Regions from separate parts of the Mus musculus genome. Here region 2 is linked to region 1. Evidence: chromatin contacts called from public HiChIP or PLAC-seq data. All regions are on one chromosome and are shown on one strand. Each heading gives the region's core, a stretch centred on a gene start, on an enhancer-like site or on the middle of the called end of the contact. The rest is flanking DNA. Distances are from core to core; before and after follow the strand shown.

Region 1 (4,831 bases), core at 1,366-3,865:
TGTGATGTGCTCTCCCTGCCTTCTTCGCACATGTAAATACGTTTAGTGACTCAAGTACCACTAAAGTTGAAAAGGTCATAGGGTGAAGGGTAACATTGTGCACACTTCCCTAGGGAGGAAGTCTTTGAAGCTTCAAGCCTAACTGGCTGCAGTCAAGAATCATCAAATATCTTTACAGTCTGTTTCCCAGATCCTGACCTGACCCAGCAGCAGTGACCACCACTACCTGGAATTCCTTATGTCCTGTTTTTGGGAAGCTGTTGATTAGTCCCTTGTAGAGCTAACTTTATGCATAGTCATTTTTTTCCCCACTTTTCAAGTAGAGGGGCTCAGGCAAACAGGGCCTGGTATAAAGTAGGCAGACATTTATGCAAAAATGAATGGATGAATGAATGAATGAGCAAGGCTTTCCTATCCTCTCCATCTTTGCAGTCTCATTAGACTTTTTTAACACCCAAGCTGGCATTTATGAGTTCACTCCTATAATAGGTTAAGCGGTGTCCCTCCAAATCCATGTATAATGAGAACTTTAGGCTGTGAGCTGATTGAAAACAGGGTCTATGTGGATGTAATTAGTTAAGGATCTTGAGATGAAAACCTCTCTGGATTTGCAGTGAGTACTAAAGCAAATAACTCATGTCTTGGATGAGGGAGGAGACCAAGGGAGAAACAGGGATAGCGATCTGCCAAGATGGAGCCAGAGACTGGTGTGATGTGATCCAAGCCCAGAGCAGCCGGATGGTTGGTTCCCATCTGCAGCTAAGAGAGGGTCTTAGCTGTAGACTCCAGGAAACATCAGCTAACCCTGCTTTTGAACTCACAGCTTCCTAATATGTGAGGGAATAACTTCTGATTTTTTTCTCTTTACTTGTATATGTGTGCAGGTGTGCACGTATGCAGTATTAGGGTGTGTGCTTGTGGAGGCTAGAGGACAACATCAGCTGTCATCATTTCCTAATCATTGTCCAGGGCTGGCTTGAAGGTCACCAAGTAGGCTAAGCTGGCTGACTTGTGACTCCAGAGTTCCTCCTGTCTCTGCCTCTCCAGCACTGGGATTGCCAATGCGTGTTACCATGTGTGACTTCTTTTTGTTAAATGTGAGTTCTGGAGAAGTGGACTCAGGAGAAAAGCATGTTACCAGCTGGGCCATTACCCCATTACCAAGTTACCCTGTTTATGGTAACTTGTTTTAGCATCCTTGAAACACTAAGATAACCTTATTAGCATCTGATAGGCTGTTAAATCCTCTCTTGTTCCCTACCTTGATCAGCTTAGGAGAAGGTTTGGGTCATAGCTGAATGTCTGTGTCCTGAAAATAACCTGACCAAATATCTTGGTTTGACTGGGTCTTCCAAAAACACCTGAGCTAAAACTGAAATAGCAGATTTATTGGGACAACTGGTCAACCTACTAACATGGTATCTTAGTCATTGTTTTATTGCTATGAAGAGACACCATGACCAAGACAACTTTTATAAAGAAAGCATTTAATTGCGGCTGGTTTACAGTTTCAGAGATTTAGTCCATTATCATTATGGTGGGAAGCATGGTAGCATGCAGGCAGACATGGTGCTGGAGAAGGAGCTGAGAGTTCTACATCCAGATCTGCAGGCAGCAGGAAGAGAGAGACATTGAGTCTGGCTTGGGCTTCTAAAAATCCCCAAAGCCCACCCCCAGTGACACACTTCCTCCAGCAAAGCCACACCTCTTAATCCCTCTTAAGTAGTGCCACTCCCTGGTGATCAAGCATTCAAATACATGAACCTGTGGGGACTATTCTTATTCGACTGCCATGAAAGATTATCAGTGCCAGCTGGTACCTGATTGGCATGACAGTTCTTTCTTTAACTACAGTCTCTTATTTATTGTACGTGGGAGGGTGCTTACCACAGTATGTGAGGGGAAGTCAGAGGACTGCTTATGGGAGTTGATTTGCTCCTCTGCCTTGTAGGTCCTGGGGATTGAACTTAGGTCTTTAGGTATGGTGGCAGGCACCTTTATCTGCTGAATCTTCTCATCAGCCCCAGTTGCAGCTTATGGGTAAGGAGAGGGTGTGGCTGGGCTAGCTGCAGATGGCATATTCAAGCATCTTGTGCAAGGTTTGCATAGAGCCTGATAGGAGACGACCGAGAATGTGAAATCTCTGGGTATCAGGGAGGAGGCCTATATGGCTATTCTGTAGAGGTCCTGGAGGTTACTGTTTTGGAATTCCTGGAGGGTTCCCTGGAGGTCTGTTCTTGGGAGGTGAGGGGGTGGGGTGGGGTGGCCCAGGCACTTCTAGACCGAGGCACTCTGCCTCCAGGAAGCAGCTGGTACCTGCTGTGCTCAGGAGCTTCTGTTCTGGGACCAATACCTAGCAAGCCTCAGTTCCACACCCTCAGCCTCCTCTATTTGAATACTCTGAATGGAGCTGATTGCCTAAATTAAAGGTATTATGCTATAATGATTGTTATAATTAAAACTATTATCATCTGAAAGAGACCAGAACAGGAGAAAACCACTGCAAAGACTTTTAAAGCTTTTAAGGTGTGTTTTTTGAACCAGATAAAAGCGGCTTTGTGTGGAGTGGTTTAAAGAGAGGGAGAAAAGGTGAGTGGCCACCTGTGGCCTCTGAAATGTGGTGGCACCGCGGGAAGCTTGGTTCCCAGCTAGGTGGGTGGCAGCCTCAGGGGATCTGCCCACAGGGGGAGGGGCACTGCCACTTGGCCTAGAGCCAAGGTGGGGACTGTGAGCAACATAGGCATGCTAGCAGAGGTTTTGAGGGAACTGGGGCCCGCCTGGGATCAGACTGGACAGTGTTCTGAAAGGCACAGCCTGTGAAATGATTGACTTGTCTTCTGCCATAGGTCCCTTAGTTCTGCCTCCCTCAGGAAGGGAGGCAGCATACAGGCCTGGGGATGTGAGGCTACAGAGCCTTCATGTGACAGTGGGAGGGGGCAGAGGCTCTAGGGGTCAGCTCAGGAAGGGTCAGGGTGGGGGCAGGATTCAGACTCACAGCAGTGTCTGGACTTGGCATTTGGGTTACCCAAGGCTCAGGACTTGATAGGATGTGGAGATGAGGCCAGGACAGTGTCCAGCAGCATTTTTTTATTTTTATTTTTATTTTTATTTTTATTTTTAGCTTTAACTCTGTCTTACCAGCAAGTGAGAAAAGAAAAACTTTACAGGGGCATGGATGAGGCTAGAACTCCCAACTTAGAGGGTGTTATGGCCTTACTTAGGAGCTCTTCCTTAAGAGCCAGGCTGACTTTCCCACATGTATACATGTGGGAATGAGTGTGTGTATATGTGCGTGTGTGTGGGTGTGTGCGCGTGTATGTGTGTATGTGTGTGCATGTGTGTGTGCGTGCATGCGTGCCTGTGTGCGTGTGTGTGTGTGTGTGTGTGTGTGTGTGTGTGTATGTATGTATGTGTGATAATACTCTGCAGGATCCCAAGATGGACACGCCTGGTATAAGGTCACACAGCCAGGCTTAGAGCCTGGTCAGGCTGTTCCTGATCCTACATTCTTGATTTCTGTGCTGTACTGTGAAGCAGCAGAAGGTGATGTCCATCCATGTGCCTCTTTGGTGTAAGATATATTTTGAGCTAAAGGTAACTGAGAAGAGCCATGGGGAGATGGGACAATCGGTAAAGTGCTTGTCATGCAAGCACAAAGACCCAAGTTTGATCCCCCAGAAGCCATATAATAAAAGCTTATTTCAGTCTTTTTCTCAAGGGTTTAAAGAACTCATGGAATAACTTTGGTCAGAGCTAGAACATTTTAAGAGTCTGGTAGGCTGGCAGTGAAGACTTTGCCTCTGAGTTGCCTGCAGCTGTCATCTCAATTTAACTCATCAGCTATAGATGCATAGACTTCTACCCTAGCCCATAATAGCCAGCATAGAATTTTGCTCTTTCCTAAACCTGAGACCTTTGTTCTCTTCATGACATACACCTTCATTTTGCCAAATCCGTGTCTCCTGATCTGCAACTCCTAAGGCCTCAAATGAAGCTCTTTCATAATTTCCAGCTTGATATTAATCAATTTTATGGTAGTTAAAAAAAAGTCCCCCCCAAATGTCCCCCAGGCATTTGAACCTTGGTTCCCATTTGATGGCTTTGCTTAGGGAGGTCTTGGAGCTATATGGCCTTGTTGGAGGAAGAATGCTGCTGAAGGAGAACTTTGAGTGTTTAAAGCCTTTCACCATTTCTGGTTCATTCTCTGCTTCACACTTGTGGCTAAGGAGGTGAGGTCTCAGTTTCCTGCTCTAGTCTCTGTGCCCAGTGCTTGTTGCTACATTTTGTAGCCATGATGGATTCTTGTCCCATTGGAACCATGAACAAAAATAAACTCCTTCTTTTATAAGTCACTTCTGTGTTTTATCCCAGCAATACAAAGATAACCAGTAAAAATTTTTACACCTACATACTGTGTGTGTGTGTGTGTGTGTGTGTGTGTGTGTATGTGTGTGTGGTGTGAGGTGTTTGAATATAGTAATATGGTTTGAATAAAAATATCTCCCATAGGCTCATATATTTGAATACTTCATCCCTAGTTGGTAGAACTGTTTGGGAAGGATTAGGAGGTGTGATCTTATTGGAGGAGGGATGGGGTTTCAGGTTTCAAAAAAAAAAACCCAACAAAAACAAAACAAAACAAAACAAACCTAAAAAGCCTCACACAATTTCCAGTGGGTCCTCTCTGCTTCCTGCTTACAGTTTTTGAGATGTGAGCTCTCAGTTGATCCTGCTTCTATGCTCCTTCAAACTGTATGCCCCCAAGAAACCCTTCCTTCTAGAGGTGTCTTGGTCGTAGTGTTTTATCCCAGCAAGAACAAAGTAACCGATA
Region 2 (4,831 bases), core at 1,377-3,876, 690 kb after region 1:
GAGGTTTTACATAAGCTAAGTCTTATGCCAAACAAGCTTGTTAAGAAGTACAGCATCAGCAGGGCATGGTGGCGCATGCCTTTAATCCCAGCACTCGGGAGGCAGAGGCAGGCGGATTTCTGAGTTCAAGGCCAACCTGGTCTACAAAGTGAGTTACAGGACAGCCAAGGCTAAACAAAGAAACCCTGTCTCAAACCCTGCCCCCCCCCAAAAAGAAGTACAGCATCTTATATACAACTTCTATGTGAGAAATGAGACCGTGTCAGCCACAAGCTACCATACAACGGGATAAAGTCAGCAGGAAGCTAACCAAGCCACAAGGGAACAAAAGCTCTCTCCAGTGCACCACAGACTGAGCACTCAGCAGCCTTAGACTGATAACCACAGCCCCTTGGGGTGGGAAAATCAGAAGCCACCACTTCCAGGCCATTTCTGGCTCTGCCAAGAATAGTTCCTAGGAAGGAAGGAAGGAAGGAAGGAAGGAAGGAAGGAAGGAAGGAAGGAAGGAAGGAAGGAAAAAAGAGAGAGAGAAAGGGAAAGAGAAAAGAAAAGGAAAAAGAAAAAGGAAAGGAAGAGAGTTTGAAAACAGTATCCATCTTTTTACTGCCTCCAAGAAACATACCTCCCCATCAATGATAGATGTCACCTTATGGTAAGAAGCTGGGGAAAGTTATCCCAAACAAAGGGAACTAAAAACCAAACAGACATAATTATTCCAGTACCTGACAAATAGACTTCAAGCCAAAATGAATCAGAAAAAGTAAAGATGGGGCTGGAGAGATGGCTCAGTGGTTAAGATTACCAACTGCGTCAGAAGGCTGGCGAGCAGCTAGCATGGCAGATGAGGAGGAAGACCCCACCTTTGAGGAGGAGAATGAAGAAATTGGAGGAGGAGCGGAAGGTGGCCAGGGGAAGAGAAAGAGACTTTTCTCAAAAGAATTGCACTGTATGATGTATGGGTTTGGGGACGACCAGAATCCTTATACAGAGTCCGTGGACATTCTCGAAGACCTTGTCATAGAGTTCATCACTGAAATGACTCACAAGGCAATGTCGATTGGAAGACAAGGTCGAGTGCAAGTTGAAGATATTGTCTTCCTAATTCGAAAGGATCCAAGGAAGTTTGCTAGAGTTAAAGACTTACTAACTATGAATGAAGAATTGAAACGGGCTAGAAAAGCTTTTGACGAAGCCAACTATGGATCTTGACACCGTTCGTACTTCCTGAGATTTTGGTATTTTCTGTGGAAGCCATACATTGAAGTTGTTGTCTGCAGTAACATGATAGCTCGGTATGCAATGAAAGAGGTCTTCAACTCGAGCCTCCCGTTGCCTGTCTTTATCTGACCATATCTGAATTGCTTCCTGGCTTTAATAACTCCTAAGTTAAAGCATTGCAAACCATGTGGTTCCACCCGAAAGGGTGGAAGTAGTATGTATTCTTCTGGTAGACGTGTGTATTCCAAGCTGTATACCATTGCTGCATAGTATACAATCTGAACGTCCTTTGATTTTATAAATGGTGAGGCTGTGCTCTGTGTATCTCAAGGCTTTAGAGGACAGTGGTGGGGGAGTTATTAAAGAGAATGAGCTGGCTTGTGGGGGTTTTTAAGAAACGAAATTCTTGACTTAATAGATCATTTGTTTTTAATATTCTTTTCTAAAGAACACTTTTTTTTAAAAGAAACTAATATTTGCTAAGTGTTAGCAGTCCTCGTCTTCCTTGATGACTGTAAAGCTTCCAATACAAATGCCTCAGTAGTGGGAACGGCAGGGCTTATAGAGCCGATGCCAGCCCAGGTGTTTCTGGCTGTGCTCTAGTGACGGAAATGTAAGTACTTTCATTGTGAGAACGGAGAGTTGATTAAATCTGAATGTGGCTGTGCAAACCATTTTTGTGGTTCAGGCTTTGTGTGTAGTTCACTTACGGTATTAAATTATTATTCTGCTTAGCTTATAATAAGGATAATTGCATTTAAAGAGGTTACTGAATGTTACTCTGAAACTTACTGGTGCTTTTAACATCTAAATCAGTACTTGGGGAAATACTAGCTCTTTAATCTACTGATACAAGGAATAAAGAATGAGGAATTAAACACATCAAAAAAAAAAAAAAAAAAAAAAGATTACCAACTGCTCTTCCAGAGGTCCTGAGTTCAATTCCCAGCAACCACATGGTGGCTCACAACCATCTGTAATGAGATCTGATGCCCTCTTCTGGTGAGTCTAAAGACAGCTACAGTGTGCTCATATACATAAAGTAAAAATAAATCTTTTAAAAAAAGAAAAAGAAAGAAAGAAAAGAAGAAGTAAAGAGGGACTCTTTAAATTCATTAAAGGAAAAATCCACCAACTGGATATTATAATCCTAAACATACATACACCAAAAAAGAGAGGCACCTAGTTTTAAAAAAGAAATGATATTATATCTAAAACCATATGCCAAGGACCAGCCTCCGCTGGGAGAGGGGTTCCTGAGAGAAATGGTATTTGAGAGCAGCAAAATAATAGTAGTAGTAGTAGTAGTAATACTCAAAGCCAGTCTTGGGTACGAGCTGTGTGCTGCTTGAGACAGCTTTCTCTGGAGATCACCAGACTGCTCAAGTTTCACAGAACAAAGCCCAGTATTTAATTTACATATCAATCCAGTTATTTACTCCAGTTTTCCTTTTGATTATCCCAGGAATCAGCATTCCATTTCCCCAGCCCCATTATTCTTAGAAAAAGACAGCAAGCAAAAAATTTTAACATTACAAATGAATTCATTTGTATCATCTCCCTCCCTTTGAAAACACAGACAATAAGCGAGCAAGGTGTGATCACATCCTGAGATTACCATTCCCAACATACCTGGACCTAAACTAGCTCTGTCCCAGGCTGACCTTGAGCTCAGGAATCTGCTTTCTTTTGTATCTACCTGTTTTTGTATCTTTCTGACAAGCTGGCTCATAGCACACCTGCCTCTGTTCTTTAAGACCCATGAAGACCCTCATATAATTCATATTACATCCTTATATTTTTACAAAGTTAAGAAATCCTGTTTATATATTTTGAGCTCATGTTTTTAGAGTTCTTTCCCACAGCCTTAAGGATTGCCCTGAAGATCACAACATTTACCATTTTTGCTAAGGACATAGACACACCCTCACCTCTTTGACTCATGCTCTCTCTGATTATCATGGAGTCATTAACCTTGACATAGAGGACATTCCCCAATAACCTTGGCAGGCATTTTATATATATGCATGCCTCATGCCCAGCAACCATCAACACAGGAGGTAGAACCCACACCATGCTGGCTCTGTTCCAGGAATAGGAAAACATGCCACACCATCCCTTCCAAGCCATACAGGACGGCAACCATAGATTAACCACAACACAGTGATGGCAGTGACTTTGATTCTCCAGTTTGGGAGACATAGACCAATGGACAAGACATGTGAGGAAAAACTGAGCAGAAAACTCTGGAATAAAATAATATCACAGACCAAATGGACCTTACAGGTGTCTACAGAACATCCCATCCAAACAGTAATGTATACACATTCTTCTCAGTAACCCGTGGAACCTTCTCCAAAATCAACTGTATATTAGGGCACAAAGCAAGTCTCACCAAATACAGGAAACTGAAATAACATCTGCATTCTAGCTGATCACCATGGAATAAAGCTGGATTTCAGTAGCAATAGAAAATGTTCAAACTCATGAAATCTGAACAATGTTAACAGAGATCAAGGAAGAAATCAAGAAAGAAATGCAAAGCTTCGTAGAATTGAATAAAATTGAAAACATAGAATACCAAAGTGTTTACATCAAAAAAGTTGAGGTGTTTAGTAGCACACACCTTTCTTCTTGGCACTTGGGAGGCAGAGGAAGGAGGGTCCCTGAGAGTGCATAGCCACTATGATCTACATAGCAAGTTCCAGGCCAGCCAGGGATACATAGTTAAGTAATAATAATTGAAGACAGGTAAGATGATTCTGTTCAGCAGGTAAAGGATGTTATTTCGAATCCTGATGACCTGAGTTCAACTCCCAGAACTTGCATGGTAAAGGAGAACCAACTCCTGTTGGTTGTCCTCTAACCTCTACATATATGCTGTGCCACAAACACACACACACACACAACTTGAATTGTGACAGACATCAATCTAATAACTTAATGATGTGCCTGAAAACCTTGGAAAAGTAAGAACAAGCAATGCCCAAATAGTACATTAGGCAATATAATAAAAATCAGGGGGGCTAGAGAGATGGCTCAGTGGTTAAGAGCACTGACTGTTCTTCAGAAGGTCCTGAGTTCAAATCCTAGCACCCACATGATGGCTCACAGCCATCTGTAATGAGATCTGATGCCCTCTTCTGGAGTGTCTGAAGACACCTACAGTGTACTTACATATAATAAATAAATAAATCTTTAAAAAAAATAAAAATCAGGGATTAAATTAATGAAATAGAAACAAAAATAAATAAAAGAATCGAAGACAAAGAGTTGATTCTTCAAAAAGATTGCCTTAATCAGAAGAGAGTCTAAATTAACAGCGTTAGAGATGAAAGGAGACATAATAACACTGTAACACTGAGGAAATTCAGAACATCATAAAGTCGCACTCTAAGAATCATTATTCTACAACATGAAAATCAAAAGAAATGGATTAACTTTTCAATATACATGGCCTACCAAAATTTTAATTATAGACTATAGCTGATAATGTTATGAGAAATTTTAACACTGTTCTCTCAATAATTGTCTTGAACAAATGAAAATTTGTAAGGATATAGAAGACTTCAGCCACACAATATATAACCTTGGTAGACTTATATAGAACCTT

Evidence for each region. HiChIP or PLAC-seq counts read pairs in DNA pulled down with a chosen protein or histone mark.
Region 2: a contact with region 1 is called in an H3K27ac HiChIP or PLAC-seq map of embryonic stem cells, with 8 times the contacts expected there. The contact joins two enhancer-like sites. A contact is called at or near these places in 1 of 484 Hi-C or Micro-C datasets (nephron progenitors), 3 of 115 datasets of contacts at active chromatin or transcription factors (astrocytes and embryonic stem cells) and 1 of 9 other capture datasets (embryonic stem cells).

The regions. Positions count from the first base shown.
Region 1 is chr11:52,509,551-52,514,381 of GRCm38.p6, forward strand. No RefSeq gene overlaps it. Among named protein-coding and RNA genes, the nearest start is that of Gm30366, 68 kb to the right of the region's middle. Within about 2 kb of position 2,616, at least 4 of the 459 cell types and tissues checked have an H3K27ac peak or open chromatin away from gene starts, as enhancers often do. A contact at or near this core is called in embryonic stem cells, where this site is marked.
Region 2 is chr11:53,199,850-53,204,680 of GRCm38.p6, forward strand. It overlaps the pseudogene Gm11189. Among named protein-coding and RNA genes, the nearest start is that of Gm11186, 82 kb to the left of the region's middle. Within about 2 kb of position 2,627, at least 4 of the 459 cell types and tissues checked have an H3K27ac peak or open chromatin away from gene starts, as enhancers often do. A contact at or near this core is called in embryonic stem cells, where this site is marked.